2 separate regions of the Triticum aestivum genome follow, and region 2 is linked to region 1. Evidence: chromatin contacts called from public Hi-C data. All regions are on one chromosome and are shown on one strand. Each heading gives the region's core, a stretch centred on a gene start, on an enhancer-like site or on the middle of the called end of the contact. The rest is flanking DNA. Distances are from core to core; before and after follow the strand shown.

What was found. A called contact is a pair of places that touch in the nucleus more often than the background predicts.
Region 2: a Hi-C map of leaf shows a contact between it and region 1, with 4 times the contacts expected there. The contact joins the promoter of LOC123157091 here to the promoter of LOC123158859 in region 1. A contact is called at or near these places in 2 of 5 Hi-C or Micro-C datasets (both in leaf).

The regions. Positions count from the first base shown.
Region 1 is chr7B:30,916,135-30,922,160 of IWGSC CS RefSeq v2.1, forward strand. LOC123158859 (dehydrodolichyl diphosphate synthase CPT3) reads left to right here and starts at 2,668. Exons shown (of 3, transcript XM_044576679.1): 1 at 2,668-2,971; 2 at 4,391-4,457; 3 at 4,568-5,845. The coding sequence starts at 4,434. The coding sequence ends at 5,452.
Region 2 is chr7B:31,227,440-31,234,180 of IWGSC CS RefSeq v2.1, forward strand. LOC123157091 (probable LRR receptor-like serine/threonine-protein kinase At1g06840) reads left to right here and starts at 1,543. Exons shown (of 21, transcript XM_044575333.1): 1 at 1,543-1,677; 2 at 2,663-2,850; 3 at 3,050-3,200; 4 at 3,647-3,718; 5 at 3,826-3,897; 6 at 4,109-4,252; 7 at 4,332-4,403; 8 at 4,479-4,550; 9 at 5,172-5,246; 10 at 5,462-5,530; 11 at 5,847-5,915; 12 at 6,040-6,111; 13 at 6,415-6,501; 14 at 6,619-6,687. The coding sequence starts at 2,751.

The DNA of each region.
Region 1 (6,026 bases), core at 1,418-3,917:
ACAAGTATAGACAACCGATGGTAGATCAATTTTGGTGGATTGCTCGTTTGCAAGTGAACTAAAGAAGTCATAGAAAAATATTCCCTCTGATTTATATTAGTTATCACTCAAAGTGGATGTATCTAGCATTCAAATATATCTAGATACATCTACTTGAGCGATAAGTAATATATATATTAGAGGAATTACTAGATTAAAGAAGGCTCTCCTGCACTTAAAAGGCAACACCATTACATGACATCTAGCCATTGCTCACCCCAAGTATTATTTTGGCGTCTCAAGATTATGTACAGCCCCAATATGTTAAACACAAACGGGGGTGACTATTGGTGTTGACTGTGTGCATCTTAGAATACAGAGACTGGATCTTGCTCAGCATGCTTTGAATCTGCTTGATGCTACATTTTCTCAACTATCTAAAAGAAATGCAAGGTTCCGTTTCCCACCTTACGCCGCTCGTTTCGTCCATCCTCCCTGCGGCTGCACTTGCGATTGGTTTTATCACATCCTTCCCCACGTCGGTTTTGCATTGAAGACCTTCCTAAAACAACCACGCTGATTGATTCCCCTTAACCTTATCCCACCTCTGATATAGCCGCCACCACAGTCTCCCCCATCTCGCGAACGACAGGAGGATGTACGCTCCCCGTTCATGATCTCTCGCCAGCGACGCCCTAACGTCACCGTAGCGCGCGACACAGGGATTCGTCGCTGCCGCCCGCAGCTACTTTGCCCCTGACGTCGAGGAGGGGGTCGGCAAGAGCTCATGTCCTCCCGGTGCTGCCGCCGCTGGGCTCGTCTCGTCAGGAGGACACGGTGTCGATGCCGCCGCTGGCGACGCCTCGTTCTTTCTTAAGGTCAATCGTGAGGGACTCCTGATTTTTGAACATGTGTGTTTCTTCTTGTGTTGCAGCCTGCAGGTCGTGCTCGTGCAGGTCGGGTGTGCTGCACCTGCAGCCTGCGAGATCCGAGGCGTGACAACATCGGTGATTCTGTTCACCGTAGGAAACCTGCGCCGCGTGGAGGCTACGGAGGTGCGTTGCCGGCGGAGACGTGTTTGCGTCATCTCCGATGAGTCCCCTTCTTATGAGTCCCCTTATGAGTCCCCTTCTGATGTTTCTATATCTGGTGTTGGCTCTCGCTTCAATCAGATCCGTGGGAGGCTATTGTTGCCGCTTTCAGTGGCGCAACGGATGGCCGACCTAACCACCATTGTCCAACCTCCCCTCCGATGTATGCGTGTCTAGCTATCACGCCCGCTACGGCAAGCATGATGTGTACACGTCTTGGTTGCTGCGGCCGTCAGGCATTCGTCCCTTCCCGACTGTCTCGCATTGGCATAAGAAAGAACGATATGTTGATTTTGCATAAAAAAGAACTTGGGAGTAAGGCAGTACGGGCGTCAAGAATGGACCGTAAAAGTGGCAGTACCAGTATGTTTCTTTTTATATATGAAAATGAAATATGTGTAACGCCTCACAGATTTTTCTCCAAAGAAGAAAGGAGAAGTTCACCAAAGTTGACCAATATTCAGTACCCTTTTTTTTGCGAATAGTACTAATAACATTACCTGCAAGTGCAAGCAAGGAGAACCACTGGTGCTTTGGCAAAAGGAAAGCAACACGATGCCAAAAGATTGTAGAATTACCATTGCATCACCCATCTTCTGAAACATACATGTTCTCTGTATCTTGCACTCCATTCCGTTCCTGTGAGTTTCTTTTGTTCTGAAACATACATGTTCTCTGTGACTTTTCTTGCAGATCCGCTGATGATATGCTTGGGCGCTAGATCTTCATGAATTGGTCAGTGATTGTATGAACATGAATTTGTAGTCTGACTAAGTTCTTGTTGCTCAATTATATGTGGCCATGTTGCAACTGTGTTTGCACAACTGTATTTGCATGTGACGTCGGTTTGGCCAATAGACTTTTTTTTAGATTCTCTGCTGGACCTTTTGGTAGTGTATTTAATTTTGATTGTGATGGAGTGGGACTTAAACTTCAAAGTATATTTGCATGTTAGTGTACCAAAATCTTAATTGACATTTTATATATAATGAGCAAAAAAACCTATGATCTCAAACATGCCACTGGTACAACCCATACTAAACTTGATTTGTTCTCTCAATATGGAGTGTTAATCTTCTACTCTATATGGGCTTGGAGGACACAAGCATGGCAAGTCTGGTTGGTGGAGGAGGAAAATAAGAATGATTTAATAGTAAGAAAGGGAAGATAATGCTGCTTGAGATGTGCATGGGATTCTGAATATATATGTTTGATACTTTCCCCTCATGACAGAGATTAGCTGAGGTTTGTGGTGTCCTCATAATATGCGGGGTTCCGTTATTTTATTATTTCACCCTAGGCCCCCGGTGCAATGCACGGGCAATTACCTAGTGAGTTAATAAAAGCGCTCATCAGGAGGAAAATGTACAGCCCAAATTTCCCCTAAAACGCACGATTTTTTTAATACAAGATTTATATTCACTCTTTGCAATAAACCAGCTAAAAAAAGGGGCAGTAAACCTAACAAATAAAGGGGGGGAAAGGGGCCCAAAGCGGCACTAGAAGGCCGAAGTCGTCACTGTGGCCCGCGGGGCCCGTCGCCGTCGGCCCGCTACGCACGCACGCACGCAGACAGCAGGACCTCCCCCCCAAAAAAAGACAGCAGGAATCTTCGCGAGCTATCACGACGTGTCGCGTCGCCCGTCCCCTGTCCCGTTCCCCTCCCCCGCCGTCGCTCTCGTCCTGCCGAGATTCCGCACGAGCTCAACTGCCAGCGAGCTCTCACCGCCACTCGCTGCCCCGCCCGCCCGCCAGCCAGCCAGCTACAAGATCGCCCGCCGCCTCTTCTTCTCCTCTTGCAAGCTGAGCCACTCCGCTTCCTTCTGGCTCAGATCTCTCCTCCAACTCCGAGAGTGCCCCCGGTGGCGCCCCTCCTCCGCCCCCGGACCGTCATCCCGCAGGTGAGCTGAAGCCGATCTCTCTCCGTGGCCGCTCCATGGGTGGGCTGCGAGTCGCTTGCCCGCGCCCGCCAAGTGTTCGACGGAATAGCCACGAGGTTGAGGCGTATGCCGTGCGCGCGTGTGCTTTTGCTTTCTTGAGCTGCTGCTGGCCATCCCATCCTGATTGTCACGGGTGCTGCTTAGAGGCTATCCGATCGGGATTAGTTGTGACTGAGCAGCAATTTTGAAGCTTCTGCCCGATAGGAATTTGTCCATGTGGGTAAAGGAAAAAAACATGCTGTGTGCTATGCGCGTAAGGTAGTTTCAGCAGGAAAGTTGATTACATGTTGTTGTCTGGATAGCTGCCCTGTTAGCTGTTGCTGCTAGCACTGTTTTTGAGTCGCGCGACTAGTCGTCGACTAGTCCATGAATCCCACTGCCAGATGTCAACTCAACCCCTCTCGAGTCCATCGGCCAGGCACGACTCGTCAAGAGTCTCTACCCCCAGAACGACTCGTCAATCATCGACTCGAAAACCTTGGCTGCTAGTCTCAAGCCCAGGGGACCTCATCGTTGTGTCACTTTAGGCGATCTTTTGGGCAGCTGAAATCTGGTGATGCAAGTCTGAAGTCCGTCTTCCCGTCCCAGTTCCATTTTTTCTATAGGATCTACTCCATATTTGATAGTACAAGAAGGATCACGTCTCTTTTGTATGCGTGTTCATACAGTCCTGGGGGAACTCTGCGGCAGGGAGTCCGAGACAACAGGTTATCTGCTCTTTACATGCTGCCGCGTCGCGCAGGTCTGGTGTGCCCTTGGCGTCGACCGTGGTCTCCGCTGCAGCGATATCTGGGAGGTCCCGTCTCCTCCTCTTGCACCTCAAAAGCACTGGCCTGCTGTGCGACTTCTCCTTTGGCGAATTTGGAATCATCGGCACGATGTGGTGTTCCAAAGCAAACGTCCTGCTGTCAGCCATGCCGTCGCCGCTGCTGCCGGCGACCTCAAACTTTGGTCCTTCCGCCTGAAGCCTGAAACCGTGGAGACCTGGCAGTTTGGAGCCCATTCCTCCAAAACCTGGACCTGTGATCTCCCTGCAGTTCTGCTTATTTCTTTCCCTGCCTGAATTTTTGTTGGGTAGAAAGCCACAAAACTCTTATCTGTACTCTCCCAGGGCTCTGGGTTTGCTGCTTTGCAGCTTGAGAAATACATATTCAGGTGGGGCGTCTTGCCCACCGGTGACTTCTCAAATAAAAAGAAGTCCTGGGGGAAGCATAAGCCATGAACTGTTGCCTTGACATCTGCTTTTCTTCTCAGTGTCGATCTCACTTAATCCTTTAGTACTTATAATATACATCTCGCACATTTGCTGATGGTGATCGTTCACAACCTTTCCCACGCAAAGAAGTCTGAAACTTTTGTTTTTTTTTTTCCTGTTTGCAGGTGTGAGACCGGTGCATTGCTTGGTTGACCCCTACTTCTGGAAATGCTTGATTCACTTATTAGCCATGTAATAAGATCCTCAAACAGCTCTGACTCGTTTTTTGCTGCGCTGTCATCTTCACTTTATCTGACACTTAGTAAAAGCACTGATGTGCCATATTTATCTTGTTGGCCTAGGACCCAAAGGTGTTGACTGAGAAGAAGCCTGATGAGATAATTGCGACTGGTGTTGTTGAAAGTCTGCAGAATTTTCTGCGCAAGTGCATCATAGCTGTCCTCTCATATGGCCCGATGCCTAAACACATCGCGTTTATTATGGACGGGAACCGCAGATATGCCAAGTCCAGAAGTATCAAGCAAGGCACCGGTCACAGCGTGGGGTTCGCTGCTCTAATGGCAAGTCTTATCTACTGTTACGAGATGGGTGTCAAGTACATCACGGTGTATGCATTCAGCATCGACAATTTCAAACGTGACCCTAGCGAGGTCAAGACCTTGATGGAATTAATGGAGGAAAAGATCAACGAGCTGTTGGAAAACAAGAATGTCATCAACAAGGTTAACTGCAAGATCAACTTCTGGGGGAACCTGGACATGCTTCCCGAACCAGTGCGGTTGGCAGCCCAGAAGCTGATGGCGAGCACCGCCGAGAACACAGGACTGATCTTCTCCGTCTGCATGCCGTACAATTCGACCTCCGAAATCGCCAACGCCGTCACCGAGCTCTGCAAAGAACGGAGGGATATGATGCAGGGGCAGCAGGCCAGTGGCCGCAACGGCCACCCCGCAAATGGCGGTGCACATTTGGATATCTCGGTGGCCGACCTGGACCGCCACATGTACACCGCTGGCTGCCCGGACCCGGACATTGTGATCCGGACCTCGGGCGAGACCCGGCTGAGCAACTTCCTCCTGTGGCAGACGACGTTTAGTCATCTGCAGAACCCGGACCCCCTCTGGCCTGAGTTCTCCTGGAGGCACCTCGTCTGGGCGATACTGCAGTACCAGAGAGCCTACCCGTACATCGAGCAGAACAAAGGTCTGGCAAAGAAGCAGCTGTGAGTGAGGGATCTCATCTCCTTCGCAAGGAGATATATGTAGATGGTCATCCAGAAGACACAATAATAACAGACAGGGCTGGCAGAGAAGCGTCAGTCTGTGAATAAGGGATCTGATCTCCTTTGGGAGGAGATAAGCAGATACCAAGAAAAGATAGTTACAGCAACATGTTGGAAGTTTGCCCTTGCTATTTTTCGTGTATGAGAGGAGTATAATTATGGGAGCCATGTGTATTATGATGTACAATTCTCCGTTTTACTGTCGTGTTAAATTAAACGTTGGCAATGGCTTGCCACTTCGCCTGAATAAGGAGCCAAATCGAGGAAATTGTAAAGCGTCACAATATATATTCAGTACTCATTTGTACTCCCAAGGCATATAATTCACATTTGCCTCGTTTTCATAGCTACTTACAAGAAGCTTGTTGTGAAGGACTCTTGTTATTAATGCTATCTGCTATGGTGCTAAGTTTATGATTCCTGGATGGCTCCGGTTTGAGAATGACATTGATGTTGGGGAAGTGGTTGTTCTCATGACGACCAAGGGGGAGGTGATTGCCATTGGTATCGCTGAGATC
Region 2 (6,741 bases), core at 293-2,792, 310 kb after region 1:
TGTGTTTTTTTATCGTCTGTGTATAGCTTTGGTCTTATTTGACTTTGCTATTTATCGGCGTGTTTTTTTGTGTGCGTGTGTGTGCGTTGATGTTGGCTGTATGCATCTTAGTTATGCAGAGGCCGGGTGTGTGCTCATTATGTTTGTATTCTCTTGATGCTTCATTCTGAGCCAATAAAATTCACCTTTTGTCGGAAAAAAAACGTATCGCTTTGCACATGTTTTCTACAGCTTTTTTGAAGTACTGCTTCACTTTTTTCTGAGTTCCTGTTTAATTTTCATGATAGATAAATTTTCCCATATGAAAAATAAAATAATTATCAATATGCAATTATTGTTGATTTTATATCTTTATTCTATTTTCATTATTGTGTACCTTGAAGAGATAAACATGAATTTTCTCTAAAATTTATGTGGACATAAAAAGATGAATGTATATTAAAAATTATTCTGTAAATTTATGTATCCTCATTGAGCACCATAAGCAAGAACAATTATTGTGTATCTTCATTATATTTTTAAAATGCACAATTATTTAAAATTGACAATATTGTATTTAAAAACTGTTCAACGTGTATTAAATATTATTGTGTGACAATAATAACTTCTAGAAATGTACTAGCATGTTAAGCGTGTTTGTAGAAATTTAAGAATAATATTACATAATATTATTTTAATAGGCATTCAACATTATCAAAAAATATGGTGAACATTTTCTAAAATAATAGGAAAATAAAAAAATGAACATGAACGTGAACGTGTATTTCAAAAACTGCTCACTTTGTTTTCAAGATAAGTTCAACTTTTTAATTCCACATCAATTTTAGAAAAAGTTCATGTTTATCTCTTCAAAGTACACAATAATGAAAATAGACAAAATTTCATATTGATAATTATTTTATTTTTTCACATGGAAAAAATTTATGTATCATGAGAACTAAACAGAAACTTCACTCGAAGAAAAACAAGATGGTAACTTGGAAATAAATATAAATAAAATTACTCCGGTAAAAGCATACGCAGAGCGATACATGCAATCATCTATATAAACTGCTTGCTGATAATTAAGCGCAAACCAGACTATGGCCACCTGGTCCGCTCGATTGTCAGAAGACGAGGATGTCACATGTTCGAATTCCCTGCACGCTCGCTTCCTGTATTTTTTTGCGATTATTACTTAAAATCAAGGGGTATTTTTGCAAGATTGATTAAAATCCAGGGGCATTCCTATAAAAAACACGCGTAGCTCACAGCGCCTGCAACCACTGACATGTGGCCCAGCGACATGTTGGCATGCCACGCGGGCACTCGATACGGCGGCATACGTCCAGAGGTACCGTATTTGAAAGTCCAAACAAGTTATGACATCACTTTTGTGTATTTTTCAAGTTTAGGCATCAAACTGACTGCGCCGGACAAGTTAGGGCACCTGTGGTGTATTTAACTCTTTGTTAGACAAACTTACGGTCGAAATTTGACCAAAATAGAGGGCTTCAACATTTTATCGCTCTTCATAATGGTGGACCCAAACGTCAGTGACGGCATCTTTCCACCCCTTAGTCCCCTTGACTGCCCTGGTGTCCGGTGGATCCGTGGGAACACATCGCTGTGGCGCAGCAAGCATGGCCAGCGGCGCCGGCGAGGATGAGGCGCCGTCAGGGTGGGCGTGGCGTTCAAGTACGGCATCTTTCACCCTGACTCGTTCCTCTTCTTACTCGCCTAGGTTTTGCTGGCCCAATCTAGTTCCGCTGACACCAGATTCAACGGCGAATTGTATGCGTTGCTGAGGTCAGGGGAGACACATCCCCGATCTCTCAATTCTTTTTCTCGTTTCCCTTTCAATGGCGAGCGACAGAAGGAACAGTCCACGATCGAGATATGGAAGAACAGGTCTTGGATTGGATTCAATAATGGAAGAACATGGAAAGGAAGGAAAAGTTTCCGCTTGCCGTCCCTTTCCTCCCCATTAGTCAATCCCCTCTCCAACCTCCAGCACAACAGTACAACACGTACTCCAATTCTCTACTGTCTAGAGGACTCCGTGCTGCTTACTGCTCACACGGTCACACCTTTTAACTGACCCATCGACACCATTCTTTGTCTCCTCCTTCTATGCTTGTCATTGCCACTTCATTGTTTGTGTCAGATCGATTACTCACCACCGGTGTCTTCCTTGCGCGGTATTGAATCCGTTCATTCTTCCGTAAAAGCGCAGTCATTGTAGCTTCCTTCATGCTATGGTGTGGTGCCATGACCATGATTGTTAGCTTCCTCCATGACCATGATTGTTATTTGTTAGCTTCATTCATGTTATGATGCTATGACCATGATTGTTAGCCTCCTTCAGTGGATATGCACGCGGCGGAGGCAGGATTTTGACACTTTTTTCTTCCACCAAATCTCCCATGCCATATCAAGTTTATGCTCCCAATCACATAACCACTTGAATCTATCTTCGGTGTTTATTGCTGTTACCGGTCACCAAGCGCTTCATGACTGTATGCTTTTCACAGAGTGTTCCTCAGACTTTTGAGAATTCCCGGATACACATGTCAACAAAGTCCCAAGTACTATAAGGGCACATCGTCACGGCTTTGCTGACAAGATTATTTTCGTGTTCCTGGATCTGGACAAGTAACCGTTCTCCTCTGCTTCTTTTCAGGGGATTGGCTCTGCCATCACAAGGAGCCTGCATCCCTGAACTCTGAATATTACCGCCAAATCGGGGATTTTTTCTCCACAACGGCGTCATGCTACGGTCCCGACTGTTCTATATTTGCTCCATTATCTTCGCATTCTATTTTGCCCATGTGCAACAGACGAGTGCACAGATCACAGCACCATGGGAAGGTAAAATCCATCTTAACCACCATACCTCTTGTTTAATTTGGTAGGTGTTCTTGTTCATTTTACATTTTCCTCATAACCATGACCCACTTGAGGAGAGATGCAAAGGAGCACACGAGTCCAGGGTGCTACATTTTTTTTTCTGCATCCTTCTTGCATTATGAGACCAACTTGCTGTACATTTGGTTCAACTGGTCTGCAGTCGATGCTTTGAGAGCTATCAGAGGCAGCTTGAGTGATCCACTGGGACGTCTCGATAACTGGAACCGTGGAGATCCGTGCGTCGGAAATTGGTCCCGTGTTATCTGTTACAATGTAACAGCAAGCGATGGATACTTTCATGTGCGGCAACTGTATGTGCATAAGTGTTCTCCTTGTCAATCATGCCCATATCATTTATACAACCCTTCTTCTTTGCTTCTATTCTGGCTTGCTTTTTGTCATGAATTGAGAACTTGGGCTTGGTCATATATATAGTTTTGTTGACTTTCTTAATAGATCATTTTGCCATCCTGGATTCTGTTTTGGTCTGTTGACAGCTTCATTTAAATAAACCAGAAAAATATTGCAGCGTTCATTACCTTCTTGCAAACCATGTTAATTATGTATCAGCATATTTGATGGAGCTGAAAGTGGAGTAAAAAAAGATGCAAAATGTGTATAGATGGAGTAGAGGAGCATTTTCCCTCTGAAAAGTGAAAAGTCTCATGCTTATTTTAATTCCAGATGAATCTAATTCCTGTGACATTTTATTATAATATGTTTCGCTTGATGATATCCTCGTATTATGTGATTATAGGGAGCTTCTACGGTTAAATTTATCTGGGACTCTAGCTCCTGAGCTTGGCCAGCTGTCTCGCATGAAAATATTGTAAGTGCAGTGAGCTGAGCTCGGTAATTATCGTGTGGATTGCCTGTTCATTTAATCCAGTCCTACATGCACAAGGGGCGACTGAGTACTTTTAATTTCCTTTCAAGGGATTTTATGTGGAACTCAATTGGTGGGAGCATTCCTAAGGAGGTTGGCAACATTACTTCCCTGGAACTATTGTAAGTCGAAATCTACACCACGGATTAGAAACATGGTCTACCTGAATCAATTTCCTTAATATATTTCTAGTTAGACATGGAGGTTATCATTTTTCTGTATATGTTAACTTAGTTATTGCTTGCAGGTGTTTCAATAAATAGTTGTTTCTCTGAGATGATTTCACAGTTCGTTTTGCTCCTGTAACAAGGTGTGCATTGTTTATATTTGCAGGCTCTTAAATGGGAACCAGTTGACTGGTTCTTTACCAGAGGAAATTGGCTTCGTTCCTAATTTGAATAGGATTCAGATTGATCAGAACCATATATCCGGATCCATACCTAAATCATTCGCTAACCTGAACAAAACCGAGCACTTGTAAGTAGGATATGTTTTAGCCTCTCTGTTAACGAGTGATAGTTATCCTTATCCTAATGGATTTCCATTTACTATCCAGTCACATGAACAATAATTCATTGAGTGGTCAAATTCCACCTGAACTGTCCAGATTACCTTCCCTTGTTCATCTGTAAGTACCTGACCTCTGCTGTACCATAATATTGGTTTTCATTTATACCCCACTGACAGTATAATTGGTTTGCAGATTGTTGGATAACAATAACTTATCTGGCTATCTTCCTCCAGAATTATTGCAGCTACCAAAACTGCTCATCGTGTATGAAGCCCACTATTGTGCAGTAGTTTGAATAATATACAGTTTTTGATTATTTTGGTTGGGTGGGCTGGATATCAATCTTTGATTATGAATTGGACTGATCTGTCGGCCCTAAATGAAGATCATAAGCAGTAGTTCTCCTGTATTTGTTGTTTTGTAGCTTAAATGAATAGTTTACGGTTTACTTACAACTTTGGGAGCAACACAAACAAAGAATGTCTGCTCCACTGTTCTCTTCTACTGAAAAGTAGCTGCTGGCCTGTTCCTTGTGATAGCTTATTCTCGTAATACTGGGAAGTTGCTTTAACTGGCATTAGCTCTGTTAGTTGTTTAGGATTACTTCTGATTTTACCCTGATCTTTAGGGCATTATTTCTTGCCAGCAGTAAATCACTGAAAGCTTGTATGCTGCTGAAACAATATAACTGCTAGTCGATTTTGCATTTTTCTGTTATTTATATACCATGAGTAATTCAAAGTAACTGGAAAGAAGACCCATAGCAACTCGAGTAACTTCCAGTTCATTTTCTTAGTCTTTTTACATGTCTTTGAGATATCACTTGTAAAGATATATATAAACATTCACTGCACGTCTAATTGCGTCTTTTCAAAATGATCCCAGCCAGCTAGACAATAACAACTTCTCGGGGAGTTCAATTCCTTCATCTTATGGCAATATCACCACACTTCTGAAGTTGTAAGTATGTTCTCCATCTCTCTGCTTTTTTAGCTATGTGCTCAAATGAATTATAATATTAATAATGATGATTTCACATTGGTCGTCATTATTGCAATGAGGATGGCCCTTAATTTGGTTGAGTTCTGCAAAAGAAATAAAGAATCTTAACTTGCTTTTCTTTTACAGTATGTATGACAGTCTCAGATTAATCTAATTGATATGGTCTATATCAGGAGTTTGAGAAACTGCAGCTTGGAAGGTCCCGCTCTTGATGCCAGTGGAATACCGCAACTTGGCTACTTGTACGTAGCATTCTGAACTACGCACTACCTATTTGTTTAGGAAAAAAAAATCTCAACCGTGATGCTTAGGCCTTGTACAATGCAAGGTACTTAGGGGAGGTGCTTAGAGAAATAAACCAGGCTTTTCTTAAGCATTAGTGCTTATTTGTACAGAGTAGACGCTTAATTAGGTGTCTCTCCTGTAGAAATAGGCACCGGTGCTTCAGAAAAATCTGGTTTATTTTTCTAAGCACCTCCCTAAACATCTAGCATTGTGCAAGGCCTTAGGTGAATTTGGCAGCTATCACTTGCTCTGATCTTTGTTATGTTGTTTCAGGGATATTAGTTGGAATCAGTTGACGGGTCCCATACCATCTGGCAAACTAGCGAGCAACATAACTACAATGTATAAAAATAAGGCCCTCTCAAAGATTTCATGCCATTTTGTTTTTTAAGTATTATTTATTGATCCCTTTTTCCCCAATGAAACTTCTATTTTCAGTTTACACTCACTTTTGCAAGTTGTGCAGAGATCTTTCCCACAATCGTCTTAACGGTTCTATTCCTGGAAGTTTCTCCGGCCTTCCTAATCTCCAAAGATTGTAAGTCTGATATTACGTTCTCCATGCTATTACGGCCTTTAATATTTGATAGGGGATAGATCTCTAGAAAGGGGGGATGCTCTTACTTCATTATTGCTGAATAGTAGCGAATTACTCCCTTTGTCCCTTAGGGTAGTCTCGCATGGACAATGATTGATTGCAGAGTACCTTCTCCGGGTCCATGCCATGACAACAACTTTAATTTTGAACAAACATAAGTTTAAACAGTTTTGCATCACAGTACTGTCCATGAATGATCATTTGAATCAGGCTGAGCTGATTTTTTTTTTGGTCTTCATTCAGGTCAATGGAGAATAATAACTTGGATGGTTCTGTTCCATCTGATGTCTGGCGAAATATTGATTTCAGTGGAAATAGAAGCCTGATATTGTAAGATCATCATAAATTGAACCTTCTGCTTCACCTTTTTGATTTTATAGAATGGTATATAATTGACATATTTCTTCAGGACTGGTAATCTAATATCCCCCCTCAACTATTTTGCAGGGATTTCCATAACAACGCTCTCACGAATCTATCAAATCCTCTTACACCCCCTGCGAATGTTACCATCCTGTATGCATTTCTATTGAACACTTATCTTTTCCATTTTTCAGATCCATTCATCAT